Linked DNA regions of Mus musculus: all the other regions are linked to region 1. The links are chromatin contacts, called in public HiChIP or PLAC-seq and Micro-C maps. All regions are on one chromosome and are shown on one strand. Each heading gives the region's core, a stretch centred on a gene start, on an enhancer-like site or on the middle of the called end of the contact. The rest is flanking DNA. Distances are from core to core; before and after follow the strand shown.

Region 1 (4,056 bases), core at 879-3,378:
GCTCAGCTGTTTAAGGATGATTTCTGTTCTTCCAAAGGACCCAAGTTGGAGTCTCCACACCCAAATCAGATGGCTCACAACTACCTGTGACTCCCACTCTAGGGAGATCCTTCACCTCTAGCCTCCAGGGGACCTGAGCTTAGGTGCACACACACATTCATGTAATTAGTAATTTTTTTAAGAAGCCAAACTCTGTAGATTCAACATCTAATAAAGGATTAGTGGTTAGGTTGTGCTGATAGGGAGCCAGTAAACAGCAGTTCACCAGACTGCCTCCCCAACTGTGTAATCTTATGTCTTGTCCAATTTCTGAAAACTCGGGGCCCAGATGTAATTCTAAGCTTATGCTTAAAAGGGAACAAGCTATAGACACTGACTCTTTAAAGGGTTGTTGTTTCTCTCCTGAGATTTTAAGGAAGCTGGTCCTCTTGCCAACAAACCTAGCTCCTTTCTGAGCTAGTGTCTTAACCTTCAAGACTGAAGAGTGATGTTTATATTCTTGCTGGATCGTGGGACTTCCTGTGTTTTATGAGAACACGCTGGGTTTTTATGCTGCTGGCTGAGGGTAAAGCCCAGGTAAATAAACACCACAGAAGGCTGAAATTGAAGGGGGGGGTGAATAGGAAAACTCCAGCAGGAAAGCACAATTCTTTTAAAGCAGGAAAAGAAAAGAAAAGGGGGGCAAAACCCCACCAAAACAAATGCATCTTAAAAGCCCAAACGGACAAGTCATTAGCAGTGCCTTTGGTCTTGTGTTAACAAATCCCTTCAAAGGATTAGATGAGGACTTCAAAGGAATAAAAACTCAAAACCAGACAGCTAATGACTCTTAAAAGGGCATTTGTGTGGACGTGGAAAAAAAAAAACCGATACCTTCGTTCCTGGCTCCCCTTGTTAAGGCTAGAGAATGGGCTAGGAGGGTACAGGCTGTGGAATGGGGAAGGGAGGGGGGGCTGTTCTTTGCAAACCAGCGCAAAGCTCAGAGCACTAGACAGTACATGCTCATTAAAGCTCTGGTTCGCTGACACACACACACACAGCCCTTCTGAGAGTTCGATGAGATTCTGCTCCCTAGAAAAACATACTAGACAGAAAAAAAAATGTGCACTAACTTTCGAGGTTCACATGCCCGCACTAGGAAACTCAGGGGAGGGGCGAACATGTACCGGGAGGAACGACAGATTAGCAATTCTAGAAGTCTCTGGAGGCCAGAACCAGTTCCCAGGTGGACAAGCGGACCTCATCAACTGTCCGCTCTACTCCGGGCCTGGTAGGAGAGTCGACGTCGGAGACCCCGGGATGTTCTAGTTGGGATGCCCCCCTTTCCAAGGCCAAATGGACAAAAAGGAAGGGAACCTGGAGAGGGTGGGACGAAAAGGGAGAAGGCAGAATCTTGTCCTCCACTCTCCCTGCCCTGCACCTGTGCCTCAGAGCTCCGGGTGCCAGCTCCTGGGCAAACTTTCTGGCCCTGGTAAAGGTTTGGGGAGCTTTCCAGATAGCCCGGAGCGGTCCGCAGGGTCGATCCCAGTTACAGCTTCCGCCGCCCAGTCCCTCTCGGTGTTTCCAGAGTCACCCGCGAGGAAAGAGAACCCCTGGGAGACGGAGGGATCAAGGGCACGCTGCGGGCGCGCACCTGGAGTCAGCCCCTCGCGCCTAGCCTGGGACCCTGTTTGGGGTGCCGGAACAGAAGCGCCACACTTACTCAGACGGGTCCAGGCTCTTCCTTTCGATGGCCGAGGACATTGGGGAGGGGGGCGGCGTGCCGGGCGGCGGGGGCGCTCCCTTTGTGGCGCGTGGCTGGCTAGCTGCCTGGACTCGGACCCCCTCGGGTGCTCGGGCGCCGCCGCTCCTGCGCCTCCTCTTGCTCGGTCGCTCCGCTGGCGAGCTCGCCCCTCCACGCTCAAGGACAGTCACCGCGCTCCCTTCAAACGCCAAAGAGAGAGAGCGAATCATCCAGCTGCCCGGCGCGCGGCGGCCAAGGCAGGGGGCCGGGGAGCAGCCCGGCCTCCCTCCGGTGGCTGCGACAGCTGCCGCTGCTCAGGACTTAACCTTCCATCCCGGTCCCGCTGCCGTCACCACAGCCGCCGCCGCCGCCGCCCGGTCCCGATCGCGCGCAGTAGCCGGCTCCGCCCGGTCGCCCCGAGCCCCTCGCACCTTCGCCGGGGTCGGGGCGCCGGGGGCAGTGAGGGGGCGGCGGCCTGGGGGCGGGGAGCTGACCGCGCGGCTCTCCCCAGGCTCCCTCCTCTCTCGCGAAGGTCTATTTTCGCTCAGCTTCCCTCTGTCTCTGGTTTCATTTCCTTTTTCCTGATCACGATTCAAATACAATAGAAGGAAATCACATTTAAAGAGACAGCTGCCCGCCCCCTCCCCCCTTTTTTTCTTCCTTTTTTTTTTTTTTTTTAAACGGGGCTCCTGGGGATTAGCAATCCAAATAGCGGCGGCGGCGGCGGCGGCGGCGGCAGCGGCAGCAGCAGCAACGGCGACAGCGGCAGCCCTGACTTGGCTTCTTAAAAGGGCCCGCGGCAGAGACCGAGAGTCTCCCCTGAGCCCCTCTCCTGGGGCAAGAATCCCGCTGCCACTAAACTGTCTTTTTCAGAGTTCCCCTTCTTCTGCCTTTCCCTTTGGCCTCAGGCTGAAAGTAACCACTCGCCCGTTCCAGCAGGAAAGAAAAGACAAGAATGTGAAATAAGCACCTGCAGAAATGCAAGCGTTGCTAATGGCTGGCTAGCGCGCGCTCGTCTCGGGTTCGAGGTCCCAAGTCCACAGTCGTGGTGCTCTGCGATGCCCGAGACAGTGCGGCTCTGCTGGCGGCAAGCTAGTAGCTGCGACTGCTCTCCAGAGAGGGGCGCAAGCTGTGTGACCAGGAACCTCACGCGCTAGGTGCGCCTGAGCAGAGCTGGGGGCAGCTAATCCCGCAGGGAGGGTGTCTGGGAGGGACCACGTTGTCCGGGTCTCCTCTCCATCTGCTGGCGGCAGAATTCCCTCCCCTAGCCTCTTTCAAAGAGCGAACTCCAGCGGTGAGGCTGGCCCTCTCTGTAAAGTATCAGCAGCAATACTTGCTTGGACCGGAGGAAGTTCCTTCCCGATAAAAAGACTTTCAGTTATTACTTACTATTATTTTGTCTTATATAAAACAAAGAAAAGGGCAGGTTTCTCCTTCAAGCTTGAAGACAAGTTCTAGAAGGAGAAAGAAATACAGAAGGGAAGAGATGGATTCCAGCTAGCTACTTTTCAGGAGAAAAACCTAGGTCCCCCTGGGCCTTGAGTTCCTTGAAACTGAGTCCAGAAATGATCGTTCAAGGCCCGTTAGCTTATGATGATGACAGTCTTCAGGTTTGTAAAGAGGAAAGTCCCGAGTGCTCTCAGAATCCATTGTTTAGTAAGAACAGCCCGGATCAAAGACATAGGCATTTCAGCCCCAATTTAAAGATTGCTTTAATAACCTAGACCAGCTCACCCCGGAAGATGATAGTCAGAAATGAATTCCCGGATTCCCCGTACTGAGCAAAGTCCTCCCTGATTTCTCCCTAGCAATAGCCTGAACCACTACCCACAGATTCGTGTCATTTCCCTCTCTCTCCATGTCCTGACACGTATACTGAAAGGGAATAATTAAAATCTGTGTTTGTGCGCCTGCCCTCGTGTTGGTCCAAAACCCACCTTCAGTGTATAAAAAGATATTTTCTATTTAAGTCCTTAGTTTTTCTAAATTAAAAAACAAATTTTTTACAATGTTTAGGCAAGCCTAAATTATATGATAAATACATAACTTGTTATTCTACTTTCATTTCTATCTGAAGTGAAAATAAACATTGTTAGTGGTAGCACAGGCCAGTAATCCCAGGTCAGGCAGGGCAGGAGCATTAGGGATTCTAAGTCATCCTCCCCTACAAAGTTCGTCACAGGCCAGTCTGGGCTACAGGAGACAGTGTCTCAAAACCAAAACCAAAAGAAGAAAAAGAAACAATGAAAACACACGGGTTGTGATTAGCAGTATATCTACTTAATAATGATGTTTTAATGCCGAGCCACTAGAACCATATTTCCTGGGGTTGC
Region 2 (3,542 bases), core at 773-3,272, 43 kb after region 1:
TAGAGAAAATGTTGATGACATGTTGCTGAAACAGTGGGTTATTAATGATCACATACAGGGAGTCCAATTTGTAAAACAGTATGCACATAGGAGTACATGAATGCACATAAATACATACATGTATACACATACTCTCTCACACACACATGTGCACACACGTGCACACACACTCATACATGCACTCTCACACAGTCTTACATATACTCTTTCTCACATACACATACTATCTTTCTCCTACATACACACACTCACACACAGAGAGAGAGAGAGAGAGAGAGAGAGAGAGAAATACACACACACACACACACACACACACATATTGGTTTGCGGGATGAAAAATAACATACTTTGTCTGAACAGCCTGCATAGCGCCATCATTTAATGGTCAATGAGTGACTATCTCAGTAGGGCTATTTTTTTCCCTATACTTTCTAGATATTCTCTAGTAAGTGTCATTATTTATATAACAAAGAAGGGATATCATTGTGCAACAGGGTGAAATACGGAGTAGAAGATCAAGGCAAAGCTGTGTGGATTAGTTAATTTTGTTAGAATGGAAAGTGAGTTGTGCTGTCAAGTCTGAAAAATAAATTCAAGCTCAGCAGGGCAAGGTGTGCCCACTGATGCAGTAGCAACGTGGCTGCCATGGGGGTAACCAGCTGCATTCTGATTGGATTTTAGACCTACTCCACAAGAGGGAAATCATACCTGGCCCTTGAAACCTAGCCAAAAAGCCCATGATCATGGAGGCTATGGGCCATAAGGGGAAAACTACTATTTTTGATATGCTAAATGGCCATGTTGTCAAACTGTCTTCTTAATCTATATTATATACCCATAGGCTTCTGCTGCAATTAACATTGGCCAGAGAAGAGTCTTTTTGTAGTAGGCAGTCATTAATGCAGAGACTCATAATTGCTCAAGGTACTGAGAATAAGTGAGTGTTGAGTGTTCAACTCTATATCAAGCCTCCATTCTAGGCTCAGGGAACATCATGGGAGATGAGGCAGAAGGAATGTCAGAGCTGGAGGCTAGGGAGAAGTGCTATGAAGTGCTGTCTTCTGGACATGCCGTGCCCTTTGCTGGTGTTAATTCACAGTAGCTGAGGTTACCTGAACAATATCAAGCCAGCAAAATTCCAGCATGCATGGGGAGCCTCACGGGCTGCACTCCTAGCAATTAGTGGCTGCCGAGGAAGGGAGAGCCATTTTTCACTGGGAGCGGGGCCTCTAGTAGGTTGCCCATGCTCCAGTGGATACCCCACCCACGAGCATACGGGCAGCGATAATTGGACTCAGTGGGTCATTTCTTTTAAAAAGCAAGAAGTCATAAAGTTAGGAGGGAGACATGTTGAAGGGACCAGAAGAAGGAGGTAGGGGATAAATATGATCAAAATATATTGGGTACAAGTATAAAACTCTCAAATAATAAATTTAAAATATTATGTTTAAAGAGAGAGAGAGAGAGGTGGGATTTGGCCTCTCCCCAGAGCAAGAGGCTGCTGGATCAATCTGGCTCCTACCCCATACACAGTCTGGAAGTGGGCAAAGAAGTTTGCCCCAGGCTTTGTTCTACATTTTTAGTGGGGCAGGGCCAACTTCAGCCAAGTTATTAAGCACTGCCCTATCACTCTTCCCATGGCTGCTCTCTGCTGGGCCTCCTGCCCCACCATTAAGCCAGCTGTTGTTGTTTTGTAGAGGCTAATTAACTCCACACTGCATGAAGCCAGACACTAATTGGCCCACTCACTTAATCAACTTTAATGTCTCTCTTCTGTTGGACACGGCTGCTGCTCTCTGTTCCCCTGATCATGAGCAAAGGCAGTTCCAAGGGAGCACCAGCAGCCTCCAAGAGGTGTGGGTAGACCTGGCTCTGGTCACTGCTTCCAGAGGCTGGAGGCACATTCTGACCCTTACTGAGTACAATGGACAGACCCACAGGCTCATGATCACTGGGGCCTCATGGGACCTGAGCTTATTACTTCTTCTCTTCCAAGCATTGCATGATACTCTGAGTCATCACATGGTTGGTTCCTCAGGAGAATTGGCCTCAGCTGTCTGTGCTGACCCGTAGTTAGGTCTCTAAAAGAAGCCTAACCAATTGTTGGAACTGCCTGTCTTAGGGTTTTACGGCTGTGAACAAACATTGTGACCAAGGCTACTCTTATAAGGCCAACATTTAACTGGGGCTGGCTTACAGGTTCAGAGGTTCAGTCCAATATTATCAAGGTGAGAACATGGCAGCCTCCAAGCAGGCATGGTGCAGGAGGAGCAGAGAGTTCTACATCTTCATCTGAAGGCTGCTAGCAAAATACTGACTTCTAGGAAGCTAGGACAAGGGTCTTAAAGCCCTTGCCCACAGTGACACATCTATTCTAACAAGGTCACACCTCCAAATAGTGCCACTCCCTGGGCCAAGCATATTCAAGCCACGACACTGCCTTTCACTGAGTGCACCACCCCATATGCACAAAGAGTAGTAGACAGGGAGTCAAGTCCTTTTCAACATAATGAGACACAACAGGGTACAAAAACATTGTTTTTAATTTTTTAACAAGGTCTTACTATGCATCCTAGGCTGACCTTGTGACCTCCTGCCTCTGCCTCCTCTATGTCAGGACTGAAGCATTAGAGCCACCACTCTTACCTGACTTCTCTAAGGAGAGTGATAATATTTATGCTTGTGACTGAAATGATCTGCATGTTCCCGTAAGACCAGAGCCAAGACGTCTTATCGCATCCATTCAGGGAGGAGAGATGAGCTTCCTTAAGGACAGAGTGGGGGCACTCCCCAGGGTTCAGATCCCACGCACCAGAACCTGTCACTATGTTAGATTATTTGGCTCAAATGACCTGGTGATGTGATCAAACTAGGAGCTGGAGATGGGAACTCTGGGTAATTGCACAGTCCTTATAAGAAGGCAAAAGAGGTGGAGCCAGGGAGAAAGATGCAAGAACAGAAGTCAGATAGGAGAACAGATACTAAACTGTTGCCTTTGAAGATGGAGGGAAGGCCATAAGCCAAGGAAAGCAAGAAGCCTCTAGAAGCTAGAAACTACCAGGAATTAAATTTTCTTTTGAAACCTCTAGCACATTGGTTCTCAACCTTCCTAATTTGCGACCTTTTAATACAGTTCTCTGTGTTGTGGTGACCCCCAACCATAAGATGATTTTGTTGCTACTTCATAACTATAATTTTGCTACTGTTGTGAATCATCATACAAATATCTCATATGCCTGATATCTGATATGGGACTCACAAAGGGTCATGACGCACAGGTTGAGAACTGCTGCCCTAGAAGGACTTGTGCCTCTATTTTTTCAGACTTCTACTCTCCAGAATTATAGGAGAGTTAAGCTCTAAGATAAGTGGTACTCTGTGTTTCCATTTTTTTTTACTTTATTTATTTATTTATTTATTTGAGGGCATACTGGTGGCAGTCCAAGGACAATTTGTGGGAGTTGACTCTCTTCTTCTGCCATGTGAGCTTTGTGGGTCCCAAGAGATTGATCTTGAGTTGCCAGGCTTGGCAGCGAGTGCTT
Region 3 (3,583 bases), core at 954-3,453, 58 kb before region 1:
AACAGGACTGCCACAAGGTCAAGGCCAGCCTGAACTAGAGACCCAGTCCCTGCCTCCAACAATAAAAAATGTATTCTTAAAAAAACCTAGACCACGTCCACAAAGGAAGGAATGTTCACAGAATACTTACTCAGATATCAGCCAGTATTTTTTGCAATGTCTTCTCCACAGTGGATCATGAGTTGAAAGCTGGCTAAGTCTTCGACTAACATAGCAACAACTGGCAGTAACCAGATTCAGTTAGTATAAAAGGGGGGGGGGGATAAAAATCAAAGATTAAAACAGTAATTGTTAATTCTTATTTCTACTTACTACCCACAAAGCTGCAATGCAGTAGTGTTTAAAGTCTACCTAATGTGTAAGTTAGTATAATTACCCTGGGAGTAATAAGGAGAAAGCAACATACTATCTCAGAGTCAAATTAGACTCCCAATAGATTGATACAGCTCAACCGAACACAGTTAAGCAAATATGCACCCAAACTGTTAGAGCTTGGCAACAGGTTGTATGCTAGGCAAAGTTGGACTGACTGTAATGGGCAAGAAAGAAACTGCAGTATGCCAGGTGAGTCTGTAGTCGAAATAGGATTCAGCTCCGCTCGCTTCCACAAATGTTTACAGAGGGGTCATATCACTTCAGCTTTAAATTCTGATTCCTACCAGAAGCTCTGAACTAAAAGTCTCTTCTTACAAGAGGCTACACAATCTCATCAGCCACACTTCATGCAACCTGCCTGTTAGTCATTTCTACCTTCAGCAAAACCTGCTTTCTTGTTTTTCTAGTTAAACAGGACACACTATTGTTAAGAGACCCATCAGCCTCTCAATACTGTTCCCTTCACCAGGACAGAAGTGCACTGTGCCACACTTCATGTCTTCCACTGTGAGTTGGTCAGCCTGTCTTCCACATTCCTTTCCAATGCAATATACATATTCCTTCCCAATACTTGGCCCCTTTTGTAATTACATACTTGTTTGACTTTCCATCTTGTCTATAGTAGTCAAGCTACAAAAAAAAGACCATATCTCTCTAACTCACTACTGTAATCCTACATTTAACTGGCACATGGCAGACATTCAACAAAACAAAACAAACAAACCTGAGCAGATGAATACAAAAATAAATATCTTTACACTCTAGCAATGCACACTTTATTACTACAAACTCTAGTTGGAGAAGATAGTGGGAGAGTAAGGTTGCTAAACTGAGGAGAGTGAAGTATTCCGGACAGGGAACTGAGCATACACAACCATGTGCGAGTGTTGTGCCATCTGATGGGCTGAGAAAATATGATAGTGGAGGAGAGGCCTGAAAGGCCTTAGATAATAAGCTATTGGGTAAGGGCCTTAAATACTGCAGAAGTTCAGGGTCCAGTGTTGTAAACAGGGATGTCATGGGCTTTTAAGAAAAATGACAGCCAGATTGGTCTTTAGAAGGTAACTCTGGCAGCAAGCAAGCAAAGAAAGAAGGCTATCTAAATAAGAAGTTATAGCAATAAACTATTTCAGATGAAATACATTTGAGCTGGCCAACCTTTCCTACAGAAAAACTTTCTGTGTGTTAGTACAGGCTGAGTAGGGGGAAGTGTGTTTTTTGGAAAGACAAATGTCTTAGCAGGTACGAGTGGAGGCCATAACAGAAAACCCAGGAAATATCTCTGCCACCACTTAGCTACCTGTAACTCCAAGAAATCTGTACCTCTTAAAGGCCCCTAAAAACAGAGGACATAGATGCCCAGATTCCAGTAATGAAGCAAAAACCAAAAGTGTGTCTTCCCCATGTGAGAGGGCCATTTTGCAGCCTCCACAAATATATACGGAAGCACAAGAAACCCAGGCTATGCGGTCAAGAATGTAAACAATCCTGACACAGGGGGTGAGGGTGACAAGAAAGGGGCACACGGCAGGACCATTTGTCCCTCCACGCTAAAACAGTCCTGGTTTCTGAAAGAATTCTCGCATGCCCGGTGTTTATTTTTGGAGTAAATGCTGGTCATCTGGGAAACCCTAAGGTAACTGCAGTCACCTGTAAGGCCTCACCGGAAGTCGGTGACAAAACCCAAAATCCAACCACCCACCATAAAAAGGGAAACTGACAGCCAAAAAAGTCGCCGACACAAGACAAAGTGTATGCTGCCCGCGATCACGATGGCATCAGAGTCAGAAGGTCGCAGGCCTTCTCGCGCGCGTTCTACCTGCCCACGAGGGCTCTGGTCATCAGGGACCCCAGGCGCGACAGGGATGCGCGTGGGCCGAGACAGTGGCCTTTCCACAGCGCTAGACCAGGCCCCAAAGGGCCAGCGAGGGTCCGCGGGGTGCAGGACCAGGGAGCCACCTCTCTCTTCCGCAACCCGGCCTAGCCGAGGCTTGAGGGAGAGGGCGCTAAGTTCCCGGGGACCTAGGCCTGGGCAGGGGTAAGACCTGGATGCCCAGACCGCTCCCCCGAGTCTCCTTCAGCCCCCCGGGGCGCTATGCGGGATAACGGCCGCCTTGCAGTCACCCTGCTGCGGAGGGAGCCCACGTCCAGCCAGCGACCCCGGGCCTCCTTCCCTGCCTCCTTCCACGTTCCCACCCCTGCCGAGAGCACCGCCCCATTACTTGATTAGGTCCCTGTAGTCCACGAAGGATAAGATGAGCAGCAGAGGGTCGGTGGGCAGCGACTCCAGGGTCAGCAGCCCCGTCTCGGCCTCTACGGCAGCCATCTTGCCCGGCCCGCTGCAGCCTTGGCACCACCCCGGCCCCGCCCCCGCCCCCGCCGCCCGAACCGCTCGGCGGCCGCTAGCACAGGTTAGTTATGTAACTGTCACCCGGCCCCAGCCCCGCCCCCGGGATGCCCCGCCCACCCCGCGGTCAGCCCTGCGGGGGCGCTGCTGTCCCTGCCAGTCTGTTTCTGAGTCTTTGGTCTCTTCTTCCACGCATTTTATATCTCGTATCCTCAAAGCCTCTCCCTAAATCTTACACTAACCCTACCTGGCCTTTGGGTCCCAAACCCATTGCTTCATTTCCAATCCATGGTCTCTGTTGCCAGCCTCGGACTCCCATTGCCACTCACCCCCACCTGCACTCGGAATTGCTGCTCTGAGCCCTGTCCACTTAGCAAGGAAGGAATGATGGGGAAAGAGACACAGGGGAAGGCATTCCAACTTTGAAATGATAGGGAGGTTATAATTCTTCCATGGCCCACAAGGCAAAAAACTGTCCTTCAAAAAAACCGAAAATGACCTCTGGATAAATTCCTTGTCCAACAAATGTTAATTGCCCAAGCCCTTACCACCAGGCTTCTAAACCTACTGGTCCCAGAGAAAGTTTCTTCCAACTACTTAAGTGTAAGAAATAATCAAATGTGAGTATTTTCCACCAAGTGCTATAAAACTTGTGTTTAGGACAAGGAATTTGATTCTTTTTAACCTTCTGAGCACACCCTCTTGATAAACATAAATTTGTCTTGTCTAGACACAATAGTTGGAGTGGTGGTCTCTTTCTTTTCTGAACCGGCCTGCAGGTCTGTCTGCAAGGGAGAGAGTGGGGATGGAGGGGCAAGAGATTCGAAGAATGGAAACAAGACAGGGTATATAAGCACAAGC

Evidence for each region. Hi-C and Micro-C count contacts between places; a contact is called where the count stands out from the background. HiChIP or PLAC-seq counts read pairs in DNA pulled down with a chosen protein or histone mark.
Region 2: a contact with region 1 is called in an H3K4me3 HiChIP or PLAC-seq map of bone marrow-derived macrophages, with 4 times the contacts expected there. The contact joins the enhancer-like site here to the promoter of Lmo2 in region 1. A contact is called at or near these places in 9 of 39 promoter capture datasets (the 3T3-L1 cell line, 3T3-L1-derived adipocytes, the HPC-7 cell line and 5 more), 1 of 15 datasets of contacts at CTCF or cohesin (large pre-B cells), 21 of 484 Hi-C or Micro-C datasets (B cells, the C10 cell line, the CH12 cell line and 13 more), 13 of 115 datasets of contacts at active chromatin or transcription factors (the 230-238 cell line, the HPC-7 cell line, bone marrow-derived macrophages and 8 more) and 3 of 9 other capture datasets (adipose tissue, liver and pancreatic islet).
Region 3: a contact with region 1 is called in a Micro-C map of embryonic stem cells, with 2.9 times the contacts expected there. The contact joins the promoter of 4931422A03Rik here to the promoter of Lmo2 in region 1. A contact is called at or near these places in 1 of 39 promoter capture datasets (macrophages), 2 of 484 Hi-C or Micro-C datasets (embryonic stem cells and nephron progenitors), 1 of 115 datasets of contacts at active chromatin or transcription factors (memory CD8 T cells) and 4 of 9 other capture datasets (adipose tissue, liver, macrophages and 1 more).

Annotation. Positions count from the first base shown.
Region 1 is chr2:103,968,359-103,972,414 of GRCm38.p6, reverse strand. Lmo2 (LIM domain only 2) reads right to left here and starts at 2,128. Exons shown (of 3, transcript NM_008505.4): 1 at 1,703-2,128. The coding sequence starts at 1,953. The region is part of intron 1 of Gm38515 (a long non-coding RNA gene); the gene reads left to right.
Region 2 is chr2:103,926,116-103,929,657 of GRCm38.p6, reverse strand. No RefSeq gene overlaps it. Among named protein-coding and RNA genes, the nearest start is that of Gm39896, 8.3 kb to the left of the region's middle. Within about 2 kb of position 2,022, at least 34 of the 459 cell types and tissues checked have an H3K27ac peak or open chromatin away from gene starts, as enhancers often do. A contact at or near this core is called in adipose tissue, bone marrow-derived macrophages, embryonic limb bud and 1 more, where this site is marked.
Region 3 is chr2:104,026,981-104,030,563 of GRCm38.p6, reverse strand. 4931422A03Rik (RIKEN cDNA 4931422A03 gene) reads left to right here and starts at 2,203. Exons shown (of 5, transcript NM_175161.3): 1 at 2,203-2,786; 2 at 3,277-3,342. The coding sequence starts at 3,341. It overlaps Fbxo3 (F-box protein 3), which reads right to left and starts at 2,765. Exons shown (of 11, transcript NM_212433.1): 1 at 2,598-2,765; 2 at 131-220. The coding sequence starts at 2,701.